2 separate regions of the Canis lupus genome follow, and region 2 is linked to region 1. A link is a contact called in public Hi-C data. All regions are on one chromosome and are shown on one strand. The core of a region is the stretch at or near the end of the contact, and the rest is flanking DNA. Distances in the headings are between cores, read along the strand shown.

Region 1 (6,004 bases), core at 2,436-4,935:
CCCCTTGCTCGTGTGTGCTCTTGCTCTTTCTCTTGCTGTCAAATAAATGAATCAAATCTTAAAAAAAAAAAAAAAACTTTTAAACTTTTTTAAAAGAGCAGGAGTGGAATGCAAAGCAGTATCAGCATGGTTATTAGTTGGGGGGCAACTGTGGGGTTCTGCTATATCCACTCCTGGGGCTCCAATGCATCTTGGACCCCAGCAAGCTCTTTGGGAGGGGGCTTTGAGGCCATTACTCTTGTGGCCATCTTCCCACTTGCCATGGATGGATTCCAGTGTCCAACTTCATGATAAATGACCAAAGGACAAGTCAGGAAATATTCACATTTTTAGGGAAACATAATGTCATAGAAATATGTAAAATAGTACAAAGTGGGGGCTGCTCTGGCACAACAACACCCTTGCCCATGGTTAGTAGACACAAGATCGAGATACCTGACCCAGGTTGGGCCAATCAGATTCTCTTTTCATGAGGACAGTGCCAGAGCATCAAGGACCCAGAGCTCCCGCCACTGTGTCCTGCACAACCCACACCTGGGATCCTCCCTTCTTTTCATGGATATAAAATAGTTTATCCATTTCACATATGCTGCATTTGGTCTTTTGAGCATTTCTGCCCATGAAGTGCAATTTACTCACTTTCACAGACCAACTTCAGTTTAAGAAGAATTAAAGCTTCTGTGATGATGATTTTTTACAATATCACTGATGGTCAGATAGGAGCACACACAAAACTGCTTTTTTTTTTTTTTTAAGAAAGGAAACCTTTTATTTTGGATTTACAGAAAATCTGCAGATAGTACAGACAATTTCTATACAGCTCCCACCCAATTTCCTGTATTATTAACATCTTCCTGTTAAGGGCTCCATCCTCATGACCCAGCCACTTCCCAAAGACCCTTCCTCCTAATACCATCACATTCAGAATATGAATTTTGGGGGATGAGAACATTTAGTCCATAGTGGCATCCCAAGCCCTCAGATCAGAGTCTGCCCTATTAGAGAGTATGCGATACTTGAATGTTAAACATATTTATTGAACACCTACTGTGTATGTGGCACAGTTGAGAATTAGAGAAACAGAACACACGGATACTGTCCTCCTGAAGTTCTAGTCCAGAGTGAGAGATAGACAATAGAAAAGGACACAACTGGGGTGATAGGGGCAGTAGGCCACTGGTGGTGGAAGTGGGGGTTCCTTTAGATGAGGCAGGTGGGCTTCAAGCTGAGGCCTGAAAGTTCTTTACCAAGTGAGACTCTGAAGCAAGAGTCCAGGCAGAGAGGACAGGGGTCTCCTTGCTCAGGAGAGGGAAGGGGTTGTGAGATCGGAATACAAAGGGTGTTTTTTTTCCTAAGGGCTTTTGGAAGCCATTGACAGGTTGAGCAAAGGAGTGACAAGATCCAATTTGTTGTGAAAACGCCACCGGTCCCTTTTATCATGGGGAGTATGGATCAGAGAGGACAAGTGCAGAGGCAGGGGACTCCCTGGGGGCTACTGTGGCCATCCATGATGGAGGCTTGGACTAGGAGTGGCCAAGAAGATGGAGATGGTGACTGAGGAGCTCTGGATAGGTTTTGGACGTGAGGTCAGCAACCTGCTGATGGATTAGAAGTGGGGGCTGGGGGAGAAAAGAATCCAGGACAAGTGCTAGCTTTGGGTCTAAGCAACTGCTGGAAATGAGTCCACTTCCTGAGATAAGGACCATGGGGGGAGGGACATGTTTGCAGAAAACAATTAAGGCTTCTGTTTGACTCTATGGGTGCTGACATGTCTGGGGAATAGCCAAATGGAGATATCCAGTGTGCAGCCAGATGCAGGGTCTTGAGGGAGAAAGTTGGGGCCTTTCACCCAGGGAGAGAGGAGGGAGAAAGAAGGGGTCTAGCAGAGAGCCTCAGGGCAGGCTAGGATTGTAGAGTGGGGAGACAGGGAAGATGTGGCAACAAAGAGGCTGATGGTGGAAAGGAAGGAGGCCATCTGGCCAGAGAACCAAGCTCTGGATCCATACATAAGTCCTTTCTTAGCCACTGCTAATCCAGAAGGGAGGCACCAACTACATAAATTCAATGCAGAGCTAACATGAAGGATGAAGAGCCAATGACTACCAAGCAGGGTATGCTTTCCAGAAGGGGTTGTCACATGTTTTTTGCTCACACATACTCCTGTGCATTTTTAGACTGACATTGAAAATTTTCATCATAACTTTAAATGGTTACAGAAGACCCGATTTCCTGTCTATTGTATCAACATCTTAAGATGATACTGTTACTTTGCTCTTCTAGTGTAATTCAATGGAATCTAACCCCACAGCAATGTTACTCCATTGTTCAGGTCTACACTGAGACATGGAGGGGAGCCTTCCCCAGGCTGCAGACCGGGTGAGGTGCCTCCTCTGTGCATCCTACATCACAGCACAGACCACACTGGATGTAACCCATCTGCTGCTCGTCTGGCTTCCTCACTGCAGACCGAGAGCTCTGTGGAGACAGGTCTCTGTCTGCCCTGCTCCTGCTGTATCCCCAGCATATGGCATTCTGACACAGAGCTGGTGTTCATTAAACGTCTGTTGAAAGGTTAGCTGATGGGTAAACTCAGCTAATTTCAGCAAAGCCTGGGCCAGCTTCCTTACTGAACAAAACAGCCAGAGGGATCTCTGTGTGAGACGCCGCTCCCTGTGCGAAACCTTCTGTGGCTCCCTATGGTCCCCAGAACAGGGGGCGGACTCCTTACAGCACTTGCAGCCTTCCCATTCCAGTATCTGCTGGCTCCGCATCCTCATTCTCATCAGCCTCATGCACGTGAAATACTTCCCCCAATTGCACTTTTCCTTCTTTCTTCTTCTTCTGTAAGATTTTTGTTTATTTGACAGACAGAGAGAACACAAGCAGGGGGAGCAGCAGGCAGAGGGAGAGGGAGAAGCGGGCTCCCCGCTGAGCAGGGCCTCCCCGGGATCAAGACCTGAGTGGAAGGCAGACTTCACCCACTGAGCCGCCCAGGCGCCCCTTGCACTTTCTGTTCTGTGTAGACGGCCCACTCCTCACTTCTTGACCGACTCCTTGGATCCCCAGTGTAGACGGAAGCCTTCCTTCGCTGCTCCACGGCCCCGGGGCTCCAGCCGGCCAGGGCCCACCCCCCTCCTTCACCGCCGCGTCCCCCTGTCCCCCGGGCACCGGCTGGGGCGGGCCTCGCAGCAGGAGCAATGGCACAGCGGGCTTGGGCCGGACTGTGCGCCGGGGACCGCAGTCGTGGTGCCTCCCGGGGTGGGGTGGGCCCAGGTGCCCAGGGCGCAGGGCAGCTGTCTCAAGGAGGCAGGCAGGTGGGCATTCGTGGAGAGGGTCACTACGGTCCAGGGGAAGGGCTGGCAAAGGCGGGCGTGGGGCGCGGAGAAGGCAGGGCGCAGAGCGGTGAGAACAGGGCGGGGCCGGGGCCGGGGGGCGGGGCCGGGGCCAGGGGCGGGGCCGGGGCCAGGGGGCGGGGCCGGGCTCACGACAGCCGAGGCCCTGGACCGCGCTCGCGCCACGCACAAAGATGGCGGCGCACAGCCCCGCCCCCGCTCCGCCCCCAGGCCGCGGCCGCGCCGAGGGGTGGGTGGGCCTGCGGGGCGGAAGTGCCGGGGCCGGAAGTCCGGCCGGCGCCTCGGTGAGCGGGCGGCGCGGCGCTGAGGCTGGCGGGCTGCGAGCGGGGCGATGCGGCGGGCGGCGCGGCCCGGACGTGCGGCGGCGGTGGGGCTGCTGCTGGCGGCCCGCGCGGTGGCGGGGCTGGAGCCCATCAGCGTGGGCATCGCCATCGCGGCCGCGTCGGCGCTCACCGGCTACCTGTCCTACACGGACCTGTTCTGCCGCTTCGCCGAGTGCTGCCTCGAGGAGCAGCGGCTCAACGCGTCGGGTAGGGCGGGTCGGCCCGCGAGGGGCGCGGCGCTCCCCCGGAGCTCGGGCGGGCGGGAGGACGGACGGGGCCTCGGTCCGGACTGCAGCCCTGGAAGCCGTGCCCTCTGAGATCCATGCTCCCGGTCGTGGGGCTCCGCCCAGCCTCCTTCCTGCAGGCCTCGGATTCCCTGCGAGTACAGTAAGAAGAAGCTGAGAGCAGCGTGCCCAGCTCTCTGCACCGTGGCAGTCCTATTAAGTAGTTTTCAGACGTGCAGCGGCTGCCCAGAAAGCCCACACGTGGCCCTTGGTTTTCTTACAAGCCAGCAGGGGTGTCTGGGGAATAGCATGCAGGTCACTCAAGAGAGGGCTCATCCCTGGATGAATGAACACGTTTAGCTTCCTTATCAGACACTGGAGTATTAAGGAGGACATCCGTGGAAGTGGCATCTGCCTCCGGGCCAGCCCTGGGGTTTGGCAGGCACCCTGCTGAACTGCTTACTAATATGTGCCTTTCGCTTTGGCCAGCTGGGGAAAGTGCTGCTTTTCTGGTGCCTGTTTAATGTGTGTTTTTCTCTCTGTTCTCCGGCTGGCTCCTGCAGCCCTCAAGCTGGAATTAGAGGAGAAGCTCTTTGGGCAGCATCTGGCCACAGAGGTGATTCTCAAGGCGCTGACTGGCTTCAAGAACAACAAAAATCCCAAGAAACCGCTGACTCTTTCCTTACATGGCTGGGCTGGCACGGGCAAGAATTTTGTCAGCCAAATTGTGGCTGAAAATCTTCACTCAAAAGGCCTGAAGAGTAACTTTGTCCACTTGTTTGTCTCGACTCTGCACTTCCCTCACGAGCAACAGATAAAACTGTACCAGGCAAGAGAATCGTGTTATCCTATCCACAGGCCGCTTGGACTGGTCTGGGCCACCTGCTCACTAACTCCGGCCTCTGCTGCTTCTTTTTGCACTGCAGTAGTCCCAGGCCCCATTGAGTTAAGGCACACTTGCCCCCAGTAACCTTTTGCTATTTGCAGAGCTCTCCCACGACTTTTTTTTTTTTTTCCATTTGATTACAAAATAATACAGTGGGACAGGTATTGCTATTTGCAGAGCTCTCCCACGACTTTTTTTTTTTTTTCCATTTGATTACAAAATAATACAGTGGGACAGGTGAATTTATTTCCATTAAAAGATTGAGCCAAGAGAGGCGAGGGCACTTGCTCCTTATCCCTCTGGCCTTGTGGGAAATCAGAAACTTGGGCCCAGCTCACCAACTCTGGGTTTGCAGAGTAACCACGTTCTACAATGAATGAACGTGTTCAGATTTCTTGTCCCAGCCCTTGATGAAGGAAGGGGAGCAGTCTTTTTTTTTTATTTTATTTTTTTAAAGGTTTTATTTTATTTTATTTTATTTTTATTTATGATAGTCACAGAGAGAGAGAGAGAGAGGCAGAGACACAGGCAGAGGGAGAAGCAGGCTCCATGCACCGGGAGCCTGACGTGGGATTCGATCCCGGGTCTCCAGGATCGCGCCCTGGGCCAAAGGCAGGCGCCAAACCGCTGCGCCACCCAGGGATCCCTTTTTTTTTTTTTTTTTAAAGATTTTATTTATTCATGAGAGACATAGATTGAGGCAGAGACATAGGCAGAGGGAGAAGCAGGCTCCCTGTGGGGAACCTGATGTGAGACTCAATCCCAGGACTCCGGGATCACAACCTGAGCCAACGGGAGACGCTCAACCACTGAGCCACCCAGGTGCCCCTGACATGGAGCAGTCTTAAATGATTTGTTCTGACATGGCTTCATGAAAGCCTCCCACCTATGATGCAGTGTCTGTAGTTAACACTCTGCATTTAGCACTGTAGACTAGAGGATTTTTTTTTCCCTCAGTAGCTGTTATTTCCTTTGTTCTTCCCATCCAAATCCTTGGTGTTGCTTTCTTTCTTTTTTCTTTTTTTTTTTTTTTGCTTTCTTTTGTCAAATGAAAGCCTCGCAGAATTGACCCTTTATGATCATTCTTCCTTTTGAGATATTATTTCTACATTTAATTTCTATTAAGTTGTCTAGTAGGGTTCTTGTTTCAGTGGCCTTCGTTCTTATAAAGGTTAATAGCCCCAGTGTTAGGTGGGGACCTAGATAAGAAACAAACTG
Region 2 (6,004 bases), core at 1,255-3,754, 140 kb before region 1:
GGGTCCAAAAGGAGAAGGGATGGCATGTATGTAGTGCATTTACTTTCCTTGCTCTTTAAACTCATGGGCAATGCTCTTCACCTTTCACCTCTGTTTAAGCCTGTTTATGCTGGAGGAGTTTTTTTTTTTTTTTTTTTTTTTTCTACATTCTTTTCCTCCATTAGAGCTATGGCATTGAGATCCAGGTAAGCTATACTGCCCAGGCTCTTCTACCTCCATTCCTTATCTTATTTCCCCCAACATTTGACACGTAGCAAAACCTAATAAAAGCTAGAGGAAGAAATGGACGAATTGATGGTGGGATGAGTAAAAGGATGGAAGATTAGGTGGGTGGATGGATGGATGGACTCATGAATGAGTTAATGAAAAGGTCTGAATAGGACTGGATGTTAGAGGGATGGGTAGATGTATGGATAAGTGGATGAATGCTTCTGTATATGGGTATGTGGACTCGTAGATGGCTTCATGACAAGATTATAGATGGACAGTACCCTGGATTTACAAGTGCATGGAAGGATTTGTAGGTGACTAATCACTGGATTCAGGGATGGATAGAACCGTAGAGTTTGTGGATAGAAAGATGACTGGCTAGATGGATGAATGGATGGATAGATGGATGGATGGGTGCGTGGGTGGAGAGAGATTCATGGATGCATTGTATAACACCTGGTTCGCAGAGAAGCTGTATGCAAAGATGGATAGGTGAATGGGAGCAGGAATATCTGAATGGATTCATGGATGGATTATGAATATGTTGGTAGAGGCCTGATGAATAAATGGGTGGATGGATTCATAGATGTTGATGGATAATCCTTGGATAGGTTGGGAGGAGACCTGCTCTGGGATAGATCTCTGGGTGGATGCATGGACGGATTATGGATTTGGCAGAAGACCTGATTCGTGGATGGACACATAGATGGATGTATAGGTGGACAGATAGGTAAATTCATGGGCAAAAGACAATAGGAAAGAAAAGAAGGAATGCTCCTTTTCCCCACCCCCTACCGCCAGGCTCCTGTAACTCACTGGTTGCCTTTCTTGAGGGTGAATTGTGAACGATCTTTCCTCAGGGTCCCCGCGGCAGGTATCTGATGGAGCAAAATCTTCTTAAGACTATCCTGGAAGTATGATGACTGGCCCCTTGAAGATAAACAAGCCACACCTGGCATGAGTGGTCAGGGTCCTCCCCACCTTCGGATCATTGTCAGCAACCCTGTCCCCATCAGCAGGTAATGGATACTTACCTCAGGTCTGGAAGGAAAGAACAGTGGGGACACTGGGGAGAATTGTGGCATTGCTCTGACACACTCCTTTTGGGTCGTGATGCTGAGGATGCTAGCCAGGAGGAGGTGGAGATAGCCATGAGCCTTTGCTTGGGGACGGTCCTTACGAGGCTCTCCCTAGTTATATGGCCTTGGGCCTCGGTTTCCTCAACTGTACAAAAGGGGCAATGGGGGACACCTGGGTAGCTCAGCGGTTGAGTGTCTGCCTTTGGCTCAGGGCGTGATCCCGGGATCCGGGATGGAGTCCCACATCGGGCTCCCTGCATGGAGCCTGCTTCTCCCTCTGCCTGTGTCTCTGTCTCTCTCTCATTGTCTCTCATGAATAAATAAATAAAATCTTAAAAAAAAAGGGGGGGGCAATGGGAGACCCGCCCTCCAGGGGTGGTCGGCAGGACTTCGGCGGGCGGACTCCGCTAGCAGTAGTAGCTCCATTCGCTCCGGAAATGACTCCGCCCCGCCCCCGCCCCCCGCCCCGCCCCGCCCCCGCCCCCGCCCCGCCCCCCCGGGGCCGACCCGGGCGGGGCCTCACCCGGCGGCGGCCCTGCGCGCTCTGCCCGCCGCTGGTGCAGGAACTCGCGGACCCTGCTGGGGAGGAGCTCTCCTAGGAGACCGCGCAGCGAATCCGGGGCCTCCCAGGCCGCGCCCCGCCAGGGATCCTCGCTCTCCCCCGGCCTGGCGCGCGGGGGCGCGGGTTCCCGGGGCGCCCTGGCCAGGAGCGGGGGCGGCAGCAGGAGTGACCTCAGCTTTGTCCGGTTCTGCGCCGCCCGCTGGGCCGCGGTGGGCAGGGCTGGCAGGCGCAGCGAGGGGCTCCTGACGCCCACGCCCATCTCCGGGTACGAGGACCCGCTCGGCCACCACCCGCCGCCGCCTACCCCCGAGGCCCTCCAGCTGTCGGGGACCCCCGCGCCCGAGACCTTGCGGAGCTGCGGCAGGGGCAGGCTGGGCAGCAGCGGGCCTCCCCTTCCGCGAGCGCCGTCGCCGGGGAGCCCCTTGAACGCCATCTGCTGGGCCCCGGGGTTGGGGAGACGCCTGGGCATTGTCTGGCCCTGCGCTCAGCTCAGGGCATTCTCACGCCAGAGGGGGGGGCGGGGGGTGCCGTGTGAAGTGGAGAGGAGGGCATAGGCCAGCCCCCAAGCCATAGTGCCCGGGGTGGGGAGGGACTTGTGGTTAGGGGGTAACGCCACTGTCTCTCTTCTGGCCGCCAGTGGCTTCAGGCCAGAGCTTGCCCAGCCTCTGTTTCCTCACCTGCAAAATGGTCACGTCAGAGTACATGCCTTTCTGAGTTGCTGTGACGTTTAGGTGAGTGAGCACGTGTAAATGGCATAGAATAGTGCCAGGCACTTTGTGCATGCTCAATTAAAGCTAGCTGCTACTATTGTTGTTATAATTACTTTAAAATTGTTATTTAGGATTTCGTCTCAGTTCCACTACTTATTAGCTTTGCAACCTTGGACAAGCCAATTGATTCACTTCTCTCATGCCTTTATCTGTAGAATGGGGATAACAGAGCACCTGCTCCTCTGTGACTAAGCACACTGGAGTGTTCAAGGTCTATTATGCTATCTATTAGCACTCCACCGGGAATTAGGAAACCTGGAACCAGGTTTGAAAGGAGACACCTGCCTAGCAGTTGCCCAGTCCTGCTGGGCCGTTAGGGCCCCTTGGGCGGAGAGCTTGTTGAGAGTACAGATGCCTCAGATTCTGATTCAATAGGTTTGGAGCCAAGATACATATTTTTTCTTTAAGATTTTATTTTTAAGTAATCTCTACCTCCAATGTGGGGCTCGAACTCACAACCCAGAGATCAAGAGTCACAAGCTCTACTGGCTGAGCCAGCCAGGCGCTCCAAGACACATATTTTTAACAAACTTGCCCTTTGGGAGACAGAGTCCTACACTTGCTCCCAGCTTTTGACACGGGGGGGGGGGGGGTGTCTTAGAGCCTGCTGCCTCCCTACCACACTCTCCTCCCAGATTGTTATCTCTGAGCTGGCTCCTGGTGTTACACTTACCTTAGTGGGGCTTCTAGTGGGTCCAGAGAAGGTCCCTTGAGTTTAGAGCCCCCTAATCGGTGGGCTGGTCCTTGGGAGATCCCATCTTCCCAGCCTGGTCTCTCTGCTGCACCCTCCCTGCTGCCTCAAGGGCCTGTTCAGGGTCATTGTGATCTGCCCCTCACCCAAGGCCATGTGAGGAACAGTGGGCTTTTGGGCCTGAAGACAGAAGGTGGGGCTTTGTGCTCAGGAAGCCAAGGCTATATTCACAAGGGAGTTGGTGGAACTCCTGACCAGGGCAGCCAGGCCCAAGCCAGGGGCAGAGGGCTCAGGGTTCCACTTCCCTCTCTGGATCTGGGAGGCCCAGGTGGGTCAAGTTTGAGCTGGGCAGCTCTGGAAGTACAATTTCAACCAGAATCCTGGGCAGTAAGAATATAGTAGGCCTGGAAATGAAGAGAACCAATTTCAGATCCAGGCTCTGCTTCTGTTTGCTGTGTAATGCTGGAAAGTCTGTCTGTTCTCAGGGCTCCATAGTAAAACAGACTGTTGGGCCCCATCTGTGACTCTTGACTAGGAAGGGCAGGGGAAAAGCTTATTCTGTGAAACATGAGTGGGGGAGGATTGTTTGGACCAGCAATTTCACTGGAATGATATCATTTTACAATTTTGTAAGTCAGCCTGGAGGAGGCATCATAGCTGATGTATTCCCATTTTCTGCAAATACTCAATGGGATGGAAGGGCATACCTCCTCAGGAAATTGGAATATTGAGTGGGGAAGGTGAACCTTTTTTATATTTATTCTAAGAGCACATGAGTTTTTAGAAAATGGATGAGGAGCACCTCACTAACTAGATGATTTCTAAAGAGCCCTCCAGCCCTTGGCATGCTGCAAACATTTCTTGACCAACTACTGTGTGCAAGGCTTGGGAATTCAGTGATGCAAGAGGCTTTGAGGTTGGAGCTGTCCAGATCTGGAAAGGCCTCAGAGACCAGGTGTAGGGAAGGGACTTTCTCATCCATTGACAGGAAAAAAAAAAAAAAAAAAAAGGTGGGGGTGGATTTTTAGGCACCCCTAAAAGAGCCGGGCTCAGAGCTGCCCCCAAAGGAAAATTATAGATGCACCTAGCATTTGAGATTGCTTAGGATTTATCCCCTTCTCTTTAACGTATGGAAAATGAAGCTTAGGACAGGGGCCCAGGTCAGGGAAACCAAGTCTGACCTGGAGTACTCTGGAGAGGATGCCATATAATATATACATAAACGGATTTGGAGGACTCCACAGCAGTCAGCAGCTCCCCCTCCCATAGCTTTCACTTCGTTAAACACTTTTTTAAAAAAGATTTTATTCATTTATTTGTGAGAGAGTGAATGTGTGTGAGAAAAAGCATGAACAGGGGGAAGGGGAAGAGGGAGAAGCAGACTCCCTACTAAGCAGGAAGCAGGAAGCCGGATGTGGGACTCAATCCTAGGACCCTGTTATGACCTGAGCAAAGGCAGACGGTTAACCAACTAAACCACCCAGGTGTGCGAGCAAACACACTTTTAAAGAACCTCCTGTGTGCAAAGCCCAGAGGAAGGCACTGTAAATCTAAGACCAGAGCATCAGTTTGGGAAAAATGAACTAATGATAAATACTATTTACTGAGAGCCCCCTGCAGGCACAGGGCTGAAGGTTGGACCTGGGCTATCCTACACATTGAACACTGGCAGAAGAGGAGACTGAGGCTTGGAGAGGTTCACAAGGCCTACCCACCTGCAAACTCACATTCCATCAAGGTTGTTTCAGGGACTCCTCCAAAATTTCTATATATGGGAGGAGCCTATGGGAGGGCAGGTTTTTTGGAATGGAAACTTCAAGAACTAGTTCTGTGTATTTGGGCTAACAGCCCCTTGGCACTGTCAGGGATATCTTCCTTTCTTTCTCTGTTCTTTCCTTCTTTCCTTCCTTCCTTTGATCTGTATGTTTTTATTTTTTATTTTTAAAAAAGATTTTATTTATTTATTCATGAGAGACACAGAGAGAGAGAGGCAGAGACATGGGCAGAGGGAGAAGCAGGCTCCATGCCGGGAGCCCGATGGGGGACTCAGTCCTGGGACTCCAGGATCACGCCCTGGGCCAAAGGCAAGCGCTAAACAGCGGAGCCACCCAGGGATCCCCATGCATATTTTTTTTAATGCAAATTATTACGGGTGCAATTTGGGTAATAAGGCACCTCCTCCCCCTCGCCCCGCCTCTTTTTACCCAGTGGAAACCTACAGAACGTTCGCTTTCAAAAGTCCAGCCTTCAGCCTCTAACCGCACTGGTGCGCGTGCTGGAGGCAGGAGAGGCGCGGCGCGGAGGCTCCAGGCCCGAGAGGTCCTGCACGGACCCAGAAGTCAACTGAGGTCAGCAGCCCGCGGGGCGGGGCGAACCGGCCGCGGGGCGGGGCTAGCGGCGGCCCCGCCCCGGGCTCCCGGAAGTGACGTGTGGGGACAAAGGCAGCGCGCGCCGCGAGGTGTCGCGTTTGTCCGCGGTCTGTCGGAGCTGGTGGTGGGCTTGTGGGGTCTTCGCCGCCGCCGCCGCCGCCGTCTTCCGCATCCTCTTTCCCGTCCTCTTCTCCCGGGTCCCGGGAGCCCCCGCCCGGGGTGAGTAGCGCGCGGCGGAGCGGGGAGCCGTGGCCGCCGGGGGAGGGGAGGCCCCGGTCCCCAACTGCCTCGGCGCCCTGAGGCCCCGGCTCGTCACGTGACCC

Evidence for each region. A called contact is a pair of places that touch in the nucleus more often than the background predicts.
Region 2: a Hi-C map of blood shows a contact between it and region 1, with 5 times the contacts expected there. The contact joins the promoter of C9H9orf50 here to the promoter of TOR1B in region 1. A contact is called at or near these places in 4 of 9 Hi-C or Micro-C datasets (amygdala, blood and skin fibroblasts).

The regions. Positions count from the first base shown.
Region 1 is chr9:54,121,971-54,127,974 of UU_Cfam_GSD_1.0, reverse strand. It overlaps TOR1B (torsin-1B), which reads left to right and starts at 3,685. Exons shown (of 5, transcript XM_038546059.1): 1 at 3,685-3,883; 2 at 4,464-4,729. The coding sequence starts at 3,685.
Region 2 is chr9:54,259,884-54,265,887 of UU_Cfam_GSD_1.0, reverse strand. C9H9orf50 reads right to left here and starts at 2,504. Exons shown (of 7, transcript XM_038549078.1): 1 at 1,813-2,504; 2 at 1,245-1,434; 3 at 1,027-1,140. The coding sequence starts at 2,320. It overlaps NTMT1 (N-terminal Xaa-Pro-Lys N-methyltransferase 1), which reads left to right and starts at 5,521. Exons shown (of 4, transcript XM_038549093.1): 1 at 5,521-5,660.